Linked DNA regions of Mus musculus: all the other regions are linked to region 2. A link is a contact called in public ChIA-PET data. All regions are on one chromosome and are shown on one strand. The core of a region is the stretch at or near the end of the contact, and the rest is flanking DNA. Distances in the headings are between cores, read along the strand shown. Region 1 overlaps Tbc1d22b (TBC1 domain family, member 22B). Region 2 overlaps Kctd20 (potassium channel tetramerisation domain containing 20). Region 3 overlaps Fkbp5 (FK506 binding protein 5).

Region 1 (3,699 bases), core at 639-3,138, 620 kb after region 2:
CTCCTTCTGTTCAACGCTGTTCCGAAAGCTGTGCGTGATAGTTGGTCTCCTGTCTGAACCTTCTCCAGCCTAGGCATGCTGCAACAGACTCGGCCACGGTGCCTGTCCCTGAGCTCAGAAATGCTGAGACTTCAGATCCACTTTGTCACTCTCGCATGTCCAGGCAGTTACAGTTACATGGCTCCGCTAAGGCCCACCTGCAACCCCATAACTGTCTCCTGGGTCTCATTCCTCCCTGCCATCCTGGAGACTGGCTTAGGGAAACCTGGAGCGCTGAGCTGGCAGGCTTGGCTTTTCTGTTCACTTTATCTACTTCACCCCACTGCTCACTTGAGGTTTTGGCCATGCAGTTCCTGTTTGGAGACCCTTTCCATAGCATCTGTCTGCCAGCTACCTGCTGCAGTGCCCAGGTTTTCCAGCTTGATGGGTGAGGCTCTGTGAGTTCAGCTCCTTGTCTCACTCCCTCACCTCACCTCAGCTTTTTTTTTTTTTTAAGATTTATATATTTGCCAGGCAGTGGTGGCACACACCTTTGATCCCAGCACTTGGGAGATAGAGGCAGGCAGATTTCTGAGTTTGAGGCCAGCCTGGTCTACAGAGTGAGTTCCAGGACAGCCAGGACTACACAGAGAAACCCTGTCTTGAAAAAAACCAAAAAAGAGATTTATGTATTTTATATATATATATATATATATATATCCTAGCTGTCTTCAGCCACACCAGAAAAAGGCAACCGATCCCATAACAGATGGTTGTGAGCCACCATGTGGTTGCTGGGATTTGAACTCTGGGCCTCTGGAAGACCATCTCTGAGCCCCTCATCTCAGCAGCTGTAATTTTTAGCATTTTTAAATAAAACATTAAAATTTATATAATTTGTAATTATATTTTATTAAAATAAGTAATAACTCAATAATTAAAATAAACCATTTAATATTTATTTGTGTGTGCATGTATTTACACACATGAATGTATGTATGTATGTATGCTTGTATTGGGTATATGTATGTGTGTATGCATCTGTGTCTATGCATGCATCTGTTCGTTTGTATATATATGTGTATGTGTGTATGAGGCAGGGGACAGCTTGCAAGAGTTCATTATCTCTTTGCACCACGTGGATTCCAAGAATCAAATTCAGATTGTTATGGTGACAGATACCCTTCTATCTCGGGGCTCCTGGGATAACGTTTTAAACCTAAAGCCTCGCTGTGCCCCTATCTCTCATCCCCTGAGAGAGAAACCCTCCCTAAGCCCCAGGCATACTGTCCCATAGAGTCCTCCTGGGACTTAGCTGTCCCTTAGCTGAATTACCTTCTCCAGTGTCACTTGCCAGTGTTTCCCTCTCTGTCCTCCAGCAGACTCTCCTGTTTGGAGGCCAGAGACAATCTGAAGGTTCTCCCCTCCTTTGTAGAAGAATGAGACCTCCTATCCCATGGTTTGGGCACAGGATGCTTGGAAGTTCGTGGGACTGTGCCGGGCATGGCCACTGGGGAGCAGTGCACCCCACTTCTGCTGTTGTGCCCAGTGTCAGGTCATCTCTGAAGTCAAGTTGAGGGACTGGGGAGGCAGGCAAAATAAGACAACAACAAGACAGAACAAGAGTATCCACAGGTCAAAGCTGGAAGCAACTGCACTAGCCTTACGGCTGTTCATGCTGCCGTAAGAGGAGCACGTACCGGTGTAGGCAACCATGTGCCAGCTACAGGGTAAGCGGGGGTCGTAAGATTACATTCACACTGAGCCCAAAGTAAGCAAAGTCTCTCTGCAGCCCTGGAGGTCAGGGCCCAGGTGCTTTGTGTTGGCTGCCTGGGAATAGATGAGGGCGCTCTCCTGACCTGGGAGTGGGTGAGGAGGAAGTGCCCCCTCCACTTTCTCACCACCCCAGCTGTACTGTTAACCACAGATGTGGGCACGCATAGCATATCAGAACTGTGTGTGTCAGTGCAGTTTGCTGTGGACATTATACCTTCAGAAAAGCCTCCCTCACAGCTTTTGAAAGCCTGGTGGGTGGCCTTCTCCAGTCCTTCCCTGAAACCCCTCCGTTTGCCATGTGGCTGCTTGTCAGACTACACCACAAACAGAATAGCTCTCATTCTCTTCCTTTTCATCTCCTTTTTCCTGGAAGCTCCCTGGACTTGTCTGCCTCTCTTGTTTTTTCTTAGATGCTAATAAAACTGGCCTAGGGTGAATAAAAAACCCATATGTATTTATGTATATGGTTGGGAGGAACAGATGCTAAATTGAAAGGGGTGGGAAAGTACATATTAGTTTTTGCAAAGTGTTGGCATAGTCTGTTTTGCGTTGTGATGACAGAATACTCACAGCCGGGTACATTCTGAGGCCAGATGGCTGGGTGCTTTGTAAGTAAAGTTATTTTGTTCCTGATGTCTCCTGAGTCCAGACAGTGGGACACCATTGTCTCTGTGAAGACAATGGTGAAGAGCTCCGTGCAGGCAAGGTCTGCCTTGCTACAGGGTCTGCTGGTGCCAAGGTAGAAAGGGATGCTGTGGCCCTCAGGAGGTGCCCAGCTTGATGGCAGTAGCTCTTTCCGTGGAGACGCATGCACTCCCTCGAGTAAAGGCAGTGCCACCCTGGGCTCCAGCCCTGAGCTTTGCCCTCCAAAGCACAGCAAGCTCTGCTCTGAGAGCAAGGGAGAAAGCCTGGCCTGGCCTGGCTGTGCCCTGCTCTGTGGATGGCAGGGCTTGTGCATGTGTAACAAGCAGAGGACAGCTCCTGATCGTCGGATGTCTCCCTCCGTGTGCCAGAGATCGGGTCCTCAGGTTTGGCATCCAGCACCTAGTCCTGTTGATCCGCCGCCATCTCACTGGTGCAAGAAGCAGGGCTTTGTTGTTGTTGTTTGTTAAATCTTTTTGAAACAAGGTCTCATTGTATACTTTGGCCATCCTGGAACTCACTGTGTAGACAAGGCTGGCCCAGAACTCAAAGGACCACTTCCCTGGACCCTCAGCCAAATGCTGAGGCTAAAGGCATGCAACCACCATGCCGGGCAGGAAGTGGGTTTTGAATAGAGCAGTGTGTGTGTGTGGGGGGGAGTGTTTCTGAGCAGAGTCCTGAGGAAGGAGAATCGGGGTGCTGGCTTCACATCCTCAGTGCCGTGGATGCTGCTCTCCCCACCCCGACTCCCATCACCCCACCCAACTTCCCACCCCACCCCACCCTGCCCATGTGGCCGATGCTCCCTCTCACGGGGCCTGTTCTGAGAGGAAGGGTCACCTCCAGTTCCTCCTTGACTCTGCCCCATGTGGCTGGCTGGTGGAGACCAGAGATGGAACTGGGGGCCTCCACAGCAGTGGCAGGCTCCATGTTGCCTCATGACACTGGTTCAAGTTCTTCTTTCATTGTTTTTAGTGAGTGCGTGAGAGAGACAGAGACAGAGGCCAAATGGAGTAGGGTTTTCTCTAACCCTTTACAAGTGTTGTGGGGATCAAGCTCGGCTCCCCAGGCCTACACACAACATCAAGGGCCTCTCTAGGCTGAGCCATCTTGCCAGCCCTTTTGTTTCCGTCTTTAGATGTGAGCTTTATTGAGTTCTTTTCCACACGTGGATGCATTCACCTGTCACCCAAGCCTCTGAGCACCCACAGGGGTACTCAGAGCATCGCCAGGGCTCCAGGAGCCCTCATGTTCCCTTCGGGTCCCCACTCTGTCCCCTCCCTCTCTGCCCCACAGGGGCCC
Region 2 (3,704 bases), core at 384-2,883:
CTCAGGGCTCTCAGCCCAGGGCACAGGATTCTGGGGTGAATCCAGTGAGCACCTGGGCTCACCTGAGCAAGAGTACGTCTTTTCATCTAAAGTTATTCTCTTAAAAAACAAACCAGCTTAAGGATTTGAGCTTTGCCGACTGTGGTGGTTCAGTCCCAGCCCTCGGGAGGCAGGGGAGGAAGATTTCTGTGAGCTCTGGGCCAGCTTAGTCTGCATCACAGTTTCCAGGCAGGCTGAGGCTATTTAGTGAGACTCTGTCTTTTCTTTTTCTTTTTTAAATTTATTTATTTTCTTCATATGAGTACACAGTTGGTTTCTTCAGACACACCAGAAGAGGGCATCAGATCCCATTACAGATGGTTGTGAGCTACCAATGTGGGTGCTGGGAATTGAACTCAAGACCTCTGGAAGAGCAGTCAATGCTCTTGACTTATAAGCCATCTTTCCAGTCTGTCTTTTCTTAGATAAAACTTGAGGTCTGTTTTTCCTCAGGCTGTCTGGGTACTTCGTGCTGGAGGCAGGAGTTGGTGCAGCCTGGGCCCCTGAGCCCTGCTCATATCACCGCCGCAGTGAACTCATTGCTACATGTGTCTGACTCAGGATTTTAAGTTAGAGGTCACTATTGAGATAATTTCACTTTGCCTTGTGTGTGAGGCCTGGGGACAGGGTACCATTGTTACCATTGAGGTAACATTGCACATTTCCCTGCTTTTCCCTTAACCATGGCTTCTATACAGCATTAACAAGATGGCAGCGTTCCTGTGCCATGGGGAAGTTTTGTCCCTTTGTGGTGTTTCCAACCATTAAAAGCTCTTGGAATTAGTACATTCTCTTTCCTTTCCATTAAGAGGGGGAGAATCTGGGCTGGTGAGATGGCTCAGCAGGTAAGAAAGAGCACTGACTACTCTTCAGACGTCCTGAGTTCAAATCCCAGCAACCACATGGTGGCTCACAACCATCCATAACAAGATCTGATGCCCTTTTCTGGAGTGTCTGAAGACAGATACAGTATACTTGCATATTCATAAATAAATAAATCAAAAAAAAAAAAAGGGGGGGAGAATCCCTGTTATTTCCCACAGCCCTGTCCCTTATAGGGACAGAGGAGGCTTGGGAGGACACCAGTCACATGCCACAGAGCTTTTCTTGCTGTCCTTGGACTTGGAAGTAGATGGTAGAGCGAGGAGAGTCTGCCAGGAGTGTGAGCACTGTATGCTTTCTGGTTGCAGGTTACCCTACCTGTAAAGAGAAGATCAAGAGGAGACCTGGCGGGCGGTCTGAAGTCATCTACAATTATGTGCAGCGCCCTTTTATCCAGATGTCATGGGAAAAAGAGGAAGGAAAGAGTCGCCATGTGGATTTCCAGTGCGTTCGCAGCAAATCCCTCACTAATTTGGTGGCTGCTGGAGAGGATGTCTTAGAAGACCAGGAGATAATAATGCATCACCCACCACAAGTAGATGAACTTGACCGCTTAAATGCTCCACTCTCTCAGATGGCTCCGAATGACTTTCAAGATTAGGGACAAACGGCCTCTGCCCAGTTGTTGGAGCTCTTCTTTGTGTGGGTACCCCTAACCAGGCCTCCCTGCCCTCCTGTGGTTTCTCACCGTTAGGAGATGCCTCTTCCTGTCTCCTTCCCTTCTGAGTTGTTACTGTGCCCTTTTCCGGGTCTGCCTCCGGCTGGGTGAAGAAGCTCTCTGGTAATTAGGCGGCCAGCTTTACCAGCCCTGGCAAACGAGCTTTTGGGTCTGGTGCTCTTGGTTGAATCTTTGCATTCACCTCCTGGTGCAGGAGAGGAAGTGAACTGTTGCCTCACATTCGGCACAGCAGCCCACTCTTACACCGGGTGAGTGGTTTCACAATCAGACAAATTGCTTATTAGCAAAAGGACCAAAACGTCAGAGAAACAGTCTGTGCTGGGGTTGGGTGTGCCCACCTGGGGAGGTGCGGGGCAGGCGAAGGGAATTCCCTGGAGCTCCAGCTCAGCTCTGCTTTTTACTAACATAGGAGCAAACCAACCCCCTAAGAAGGGCAGCCTGATGCTTCATTTGGAAGTGAAACTTGCAAATGAGGTGGCAGAATGGCTCCAGATTGGGCCAGCTGGACCCTCCTCTGGTGGGAAGCCACAGCGCCTGTCCATTAAATAGGCCATTAGCTACTGGAACATGGTAAGAAAGTAATATGTGGTCATCCCCCAAATCAGGTCCAGGCCTTGTTGTTGTGTTATCTGCTCAGGCTTACACGTGTGGTAGACGGCAGCCCAGATCATTCCCTAGCTCCTTCCTCTCACATTTCCATGGCTGTTTGCAGAGCCAAGAGCCTGACAGCAATGTCTGCAATTATTTTACTTCCCGGTAGAAGTCCACCTTTGAGTCCGTCCTCCACCCTGGGCGGTGTGTAAGCTGTTTCCTTCAAGCTCTTTACAGAATATGTTGTTTCTTGAAGGCTGCTCCCATAAGACCATGTATAGCATAACTACTTGATGGCAATAAAATCAGGTTTTGGAAGCCCTCTCTCCAGTATTGAAGAACAAGTGTGCTCTTAAAACAGTGTTTTCTGTGCTTGTGGCATCACAATGGGTGCAAGATCTTCCTTGCTTAGAAAAGAACCGAAGGGTAACTGAGTGGCTCCAGCTTGTGGTGACTATTGGTGTGTCTGTGAGGCAGCATCCAGAATATGGGCTGAGGTTGTCTGTATCAAGAGGTTACTTCTGTGAAGTTGCTTGGCTTGTGTTTGAGGCCAGGTCTGGCTTTGATTTTGTTGGTGCTACATGGTTGCCTACCTGCAGCTGTCCAGCCCAGGCCCAGGGTCAGTGGTGCTTCCTGTTTCTCCATGGCCACAGGAATGATTATGTGTCTGTCCTGTGTAATGCTCAGGTGTGAGCACGGTCCTTTCTTTGTCCTTCGGAGTTGGTTCACTGGCTCTGGCCTTTTATGAACTAGGTCTTCACCCCAACACTCCAGCCCATGGAGTTTGACTGGGAGGCAATCTAAAGGCCACTCCAGTGACACTGGGTGGTGGCAACTAAAGGAAAGACTGTGTGCAGACATAGGCTTCTTGTGGGGAGGGAAGCTTTTTTGTACCTCAGCCCCACCCTTACCTACATTTCAGTGTCATTGTAGTTTGGTGTCTTGCCTACTGTTCCCAGAGTTGGGACACTTTTTCCTTTTGTTTTTGTTTTGTTTTTGGTGTGGGGGAGGAATAAGATGGGGTTACAAAACAAGGTTTTTCTGGGTAGCCCTGGCTGTCCTGGAACTCACTTTGTAGGTCAGGCTGCCCTCAAACTCAAGAGATCCACCTGTCTCTGCCTCCAGTGCTAAGATTAAAGGTGTTCCATGCCACTGTCTGGTCCCAATTATTCAGTGATGGGGCCTTGCAGAATCAAGGGCTGGATTGCAGTCATCTTTTGAGTTGATTACTGGCTATGTGAGAGAGAGGATTTTTCTCATAAAAAGATGGATTTGGGGCTCAGTGTCTTTTGTAAGTGCCTGAATAAGTAAGCTGGGCTATGTGCATAGAAAGTCTGATGAGAAAGGTGACTTTACACCTCAGAGTCTCTAATTATCTTACAAGATAAAGCTGACCCTGAGGCTTGACTCTACTGTGTACCCTTGCTGCAGCTTGTGTAGTTGACGAGGAACACCTGCAGACACAGTATCAGAACGAAACAAATGGGGGTGAAGGCAGAATTGGAGGAAGATG
Region 3 (3,990 bases), core at 58-2,557, 550 kb before region 2:
TCACTCAAGCACTAAGTGACCCCCCAGCTCAACTACTTGTAATACTCATGCTATGTGCCTTTTCAATTAGGCCTTTTACTCAGTAAGAAAAATGGACGGCTTGTGAGATAGTTCGATAGGCACCATGATCTCTCTTTGACAAGAAGAGTAGTTTCTACCTCAAATATAGTAATTTCCTAAAATATTTCTTGACAAGGCCGCTTAACTTATTTTGGGCCAGTAATTTGCCTTAGTCTTGAGAAACCACCCTCTCTTAAACATTAGTTCCATACTATCATCTTCCAAGCAATCCAATTACAACTTACTCTACTTTTACTATCTGATCTCAACAGTCTGTTAAAAGCCCTCAAAGTCTATGACTGTTTCGTCCTGGAAACTAGCTTCAAAGCTAATTCCACATTAATTAATTAATCATCTGAGCGGATCACCATTAGTCTAGGCCTGAGAAATGAGAGAAAATTTGGAAGATAAACAGCCGTAAGCTATACATCAGGACCTCAGAGTCGCACTAAAGCTAGGAAAGACACCATCTTGGCTGCTCTTACTGCTGTCAAGTCAAATCCTAAGTCAGTTCCTACAAGACAAAGGCTACAGCAGCCTAGCTCTCAGATGTCGCCTACTGTCTCTTGTTTTATAGCCATACTCATTTATATGATGACTTCTATATATTATATTAACTTTTGGAATGTTCTAGATAAAACAGCTAACTTACAGCCCCCCCCCCCCACTTTTAGTGCACATACAACAGGAAAAACAAAAAACAAAACCAAGGCAGGCTGCATACAGCACAGAGGCACCCAGCTGGGTGGCAGCAGATGCAGTCAACAGCATCTTCTAGTTTAAACAAAGAATTAACCATATTGTAAAGTGTGAGCATCAGAGGCTTGGGCACACCCTGAGGCTTATGGGGTTCTCTGTGGAGAAGAGGTGGTGTCTCCTGGTTCTTAGGTTAGGTGTCTAAGCTGAGCCTGACTTGGGCCTGTAGGCCCAGGTCTTCAGACAGCCATAGCCTACCTAAGGATGAGAGGTAAAGGGAGAGGCAGGGAAAGAAGTGTAGCTTGGTGCTAGGGACCTGCCTAACAGGTACAGAGCCTGAGCTCCGTCCCAACAACCACAATAAATAAATATACATGGAAGAACCAATCAAACAAAACTATAAGTTCATGTAACTACTGTTTTTAAATTTGTCCAGATAACTGAATTTAGACTAATGGATGGTGCTGTCCGTGAGTGCAGGAACTCCTGCCGAGCCACGGAAGCAGCTCTTTGGTACTGAGATTTATCAGTCTGGGCACTGCCAACTGAACAGACTTTCGAGGGAAGAGAACTGAGGTCTACTGTCACACCATCACCTTCCTCCCTACAATGGAGTGCCTTCAGCACGGAGGAAATTATAACTACATTTGTTGTGGCTTTTGGTTGATCAAATCTGAATGTGTTTTCAAAACAGGAAATCCAGACTTCTGCAAAGGATCCCCAATCAGTTTCCTGATTTGCAGAGTGGAATGTCTTACCTCTATGTACAAGCTTATCTACATAATATATAAAAGTGTAATTAAAAATCTTAAGTGTGTGGGGAGGGGGGCTGTTGCGGTAAATTTCTCTAACCCAAATATGCTCCGGCAATGAAAACACAACTCAATTAATATGAATACATGATGTGTGCCTAGTTTGGGCAGATCTACCGCTACACTGCCATCTTCTCCATCTAAGAGATCCCTTAGAACTTGCGGTTTCGGGTGGGTGCGTATGGGGGACTTTTGGTATAGCATTGGAAACGTAAATGAGCTAAATACCTAATAAAAAGTGGAAAAAAAAAAAGAACTTGCGGTTTCTCCAGACCATGTGCTTCTACTCCGCTTTTCTTCTTTCTCCTCCTCTGCATCCTCTCTCTCTCCCATTTTCTCCTTCTTCTCTTCTCACCTTCCTCTCCACCTTCCCTTTATCTGCCCAATCATCAGCTCTCCTTTATTTTACAAATTAAGGTGGGAAGCAGGTTTACAGGAAATCACCTGAGTGCTGACTCATTCCTTGTTCTAAACTACTCACAGGAGAACAGAATTAACAAATATAATTAGCCCCAGGGCTATCCACAACAGGGGGCTGGAGAGAGGGCTCAGCAGACTGACTGACTGCTCTTCCAGAGGTCCTGAGTTCAATTCCCAGCAACCACAGGGTGGTTCACAACCATCTGTAATGGGATCCCATACCCTCTTCTGGTGTGTCTGAAAACAGCTGCATATAATAAATAAATCTTAAAAAAACAAAACAAAACCAAAGACCTAAGTGAGATTCCCAGAGTCTGTAAAAAATTTCAGACATTCTCTTTCCGTGTGCTAAGCATCGCTGTGTGCAGGAAAGATGAATGAATGTCAGAAGAAAGCAAAAAGTAACCAGAAAGTCAGGATGTGACAAAGGCAGAGCAGGAAGGCAATTGCTGGGGCTGGAGACAGTGGGGAAGAGAACCTGCTGCTTGTGCCACAGAGCTGGGGTTCCATTCCTAGCATCTGTATGGAAGCCAGTAACTGTAATAACTGTCTGTGCCTCCAGCTCCTGGGGTCTAATGCCCTCTTCTGGCTTCCATGGGCACTGCATGGATACATTCAGACAAAAAAAGATATACACATAAAAATCTAAAAAGGAAAAAAAAAGGTTTTATTAATTTACATACGTGTGTGTTTGACTATATGCTATGCATGTACAGGTGCCCACAGAGGTCAGAAGAGGGCATCAGAGCCCTAGAACATGGAGTTACGTGGATTTTTTAAGTTGTCCAATTGTGTCTGGAAAATCAGCAGCTAGCCCAAGGTTGCCTGCACCTGATGTCCCAATCTTATTACCTGGGCGTCAGTGGTAGAAGAGGGGAATCATTTCTTCTCACTCTACGTGCACACTTACATACATAATAATACAAATTAGAGATCTTAGGTGACATTCCCGATTCCTCACACATACATGCATGCACCAATCACTTCAGGACATGATGGAATGTTAAGTCAGGAAAAATGAAGGGTCAGAGCTGGTAAACACAGCCCATGATTGTCTCCATGTACATGGAGAAAGGTCACCACAGGCTGGATTGTTTGGCTTCTGAACACTGGTGTGACAAGTCCTGCAAGGTTGCTGACGAGAGCTCGCAGCACCAGGGCCCTGGCAGGCCTCTGCACAGTAAGGACTTGCTCTGAGCGGATCCATGCAGAGGCGCCCGGTTCCTAGTAATCCCACTTCCCCTGCTCTGACTCTGGAAGACCTGTGGGTGCTTTTGACTTTGTATTCCATAGCACAAATACTCATTTCATAAATATTTAATACAAGCCACCATGACTCACTCGGGAGCTCAGCCTCTAGGGCTCAGGAGGTCTGCTGCTAATCTCATCCAGCATGATTTACAGGAAGCAAATGATCTACAATGGTCTCCAAGTGAACACAAGTGCACACAGGAGGCTTTTCTTAGGGATTTTTTTTTTTTTTTTTTTGGTAAAGAGAAACAAACAAGTTTAAAACTGGCAATATTTTCTCTTGACTTAAAAGTCTATGTAACCTGTAAGGGGGGTACTCCAACAAACCCCACAAAGTCAAAGCAAACCAAACTAGCCAAGTTCAGCTGTGCAATCCAGAGTGTAAGCACATCAAGTGAGTCTGGTCACTGCAGACATCACTTAAACTGAGCTCTGACTTATTGTTCTCTTACTGCCCTAGAGCAATTTTGTTTTGAAGAGCACAGAACACCCTGTTCTGAATGTGGCTGGCACATGAACTCGATGTGCTGACAGCAATTTGTTCTCCGATTAAAATGGGGGTGGGGAGCATACAGCAGTAACAAAAACTGAAATGTGAGAACCCCAAAACTGTACAGCTTGTATTTCAGGAAGCAAAACTGAGGAAGAGGCTGCAACTTTTTAAAAAAAGTGCTGTAAATGCCCCAGCCTAAGATGTGAGCTCGGTGAGCGCCTGCTTTCCCTTTTCTAATTATAGTAGCTGGTGTCTGAT

The links. ChIA-PET counts read pairs in DNA pulled down with a chosen protein or histone mark.
Region 1: an RNA polymerase II ChIA-PET map of memory CD8 T cells shows a contact between it and region 2, with 7 read pairs. The contact joins two enhancer-like sites. A contact is called at or near these places in 1 of 115 datasets of contacts at active chromatin or transcription factors (memory CD8 T cells) and 1 of 9 other capture datasets (pancreatic islet).
Region 3: an RNA polymerase II ChIA-PET map of memory CD8 T cells shows a contact between it and region 2, with 7 read pairs. The contact joins two enhancer-like sites. A contact is called at or near these places in 1 of 115 datasets of contacts at active chromatin or transcription factors (memory CD8 T cells) and 1 of 9 other capture datasets (pancreatic islet).

The regions. Positions count from the first base shown.
Region 1 is chr17:29,582,608-29,586,306 of GRCm38.p6, forward strand. The region is part of intron 8 of Tbc1d22b (TBC1 domain family, member 22B); the gene reads left to right. All of the region lies in intron 3 of Tbc1d22bos (TBC1 domain family, member 22B, opposite strand), which reads right to left. Among named protein-coding and RNA genes, the nearest start is that of Mir7667, 11 kb to the right of the region's middle. Within about 2 kb of position 1,889, at least 32 of the 459 cell types and tissues checked have an H3K27ac peak or open chromatin away from gene starts, as enhancers often do. A contact at or near this core is called in memory CD8 T cells, where this site is marked.
Region 2 is chr17:28,965,423-28,969,126 of GRCm38.p6, forward strand. It overlaps Kctd20 (potassium channel tetramerisation domain containing 20), which reads left to right. Exons shown (of 8, transcript NM_001356300.1): 8 at 1,230-3,704. The coding sequence ends at 1,522. Among named protein-coding and RNA genes, the nearest start is that of Kctd20, 15 kb to the left of the region's middle. Within about 2 kb of position 1,634, at least 81 of the 459 cell types and tissues checked have an H3K27ac peak or open chromatin away from gene starts, as enhancers often do. A contact at or near this core is called in memory CD8 T cells, where this site is marked.
Region 3 is chr17:28,416,599-28,420,588 of GRCm38.p6, forward strand. The region is part of intron 5 of Fkbp5 (FK506 binding protein 5); the gene reads right to left. Among named protein-coding and RNA genes, the nearest start is that of Gm22146, 28 kb to the right of the region's middle. Within about 2 kb of position 1,308, at least 16 of the 459 cell types and tissues checked have an H3K27ac peak or open chromatin away from gene starts, as enhancers often do. A contact at or near this core is called in memory CD8 T cells, where this site is marked.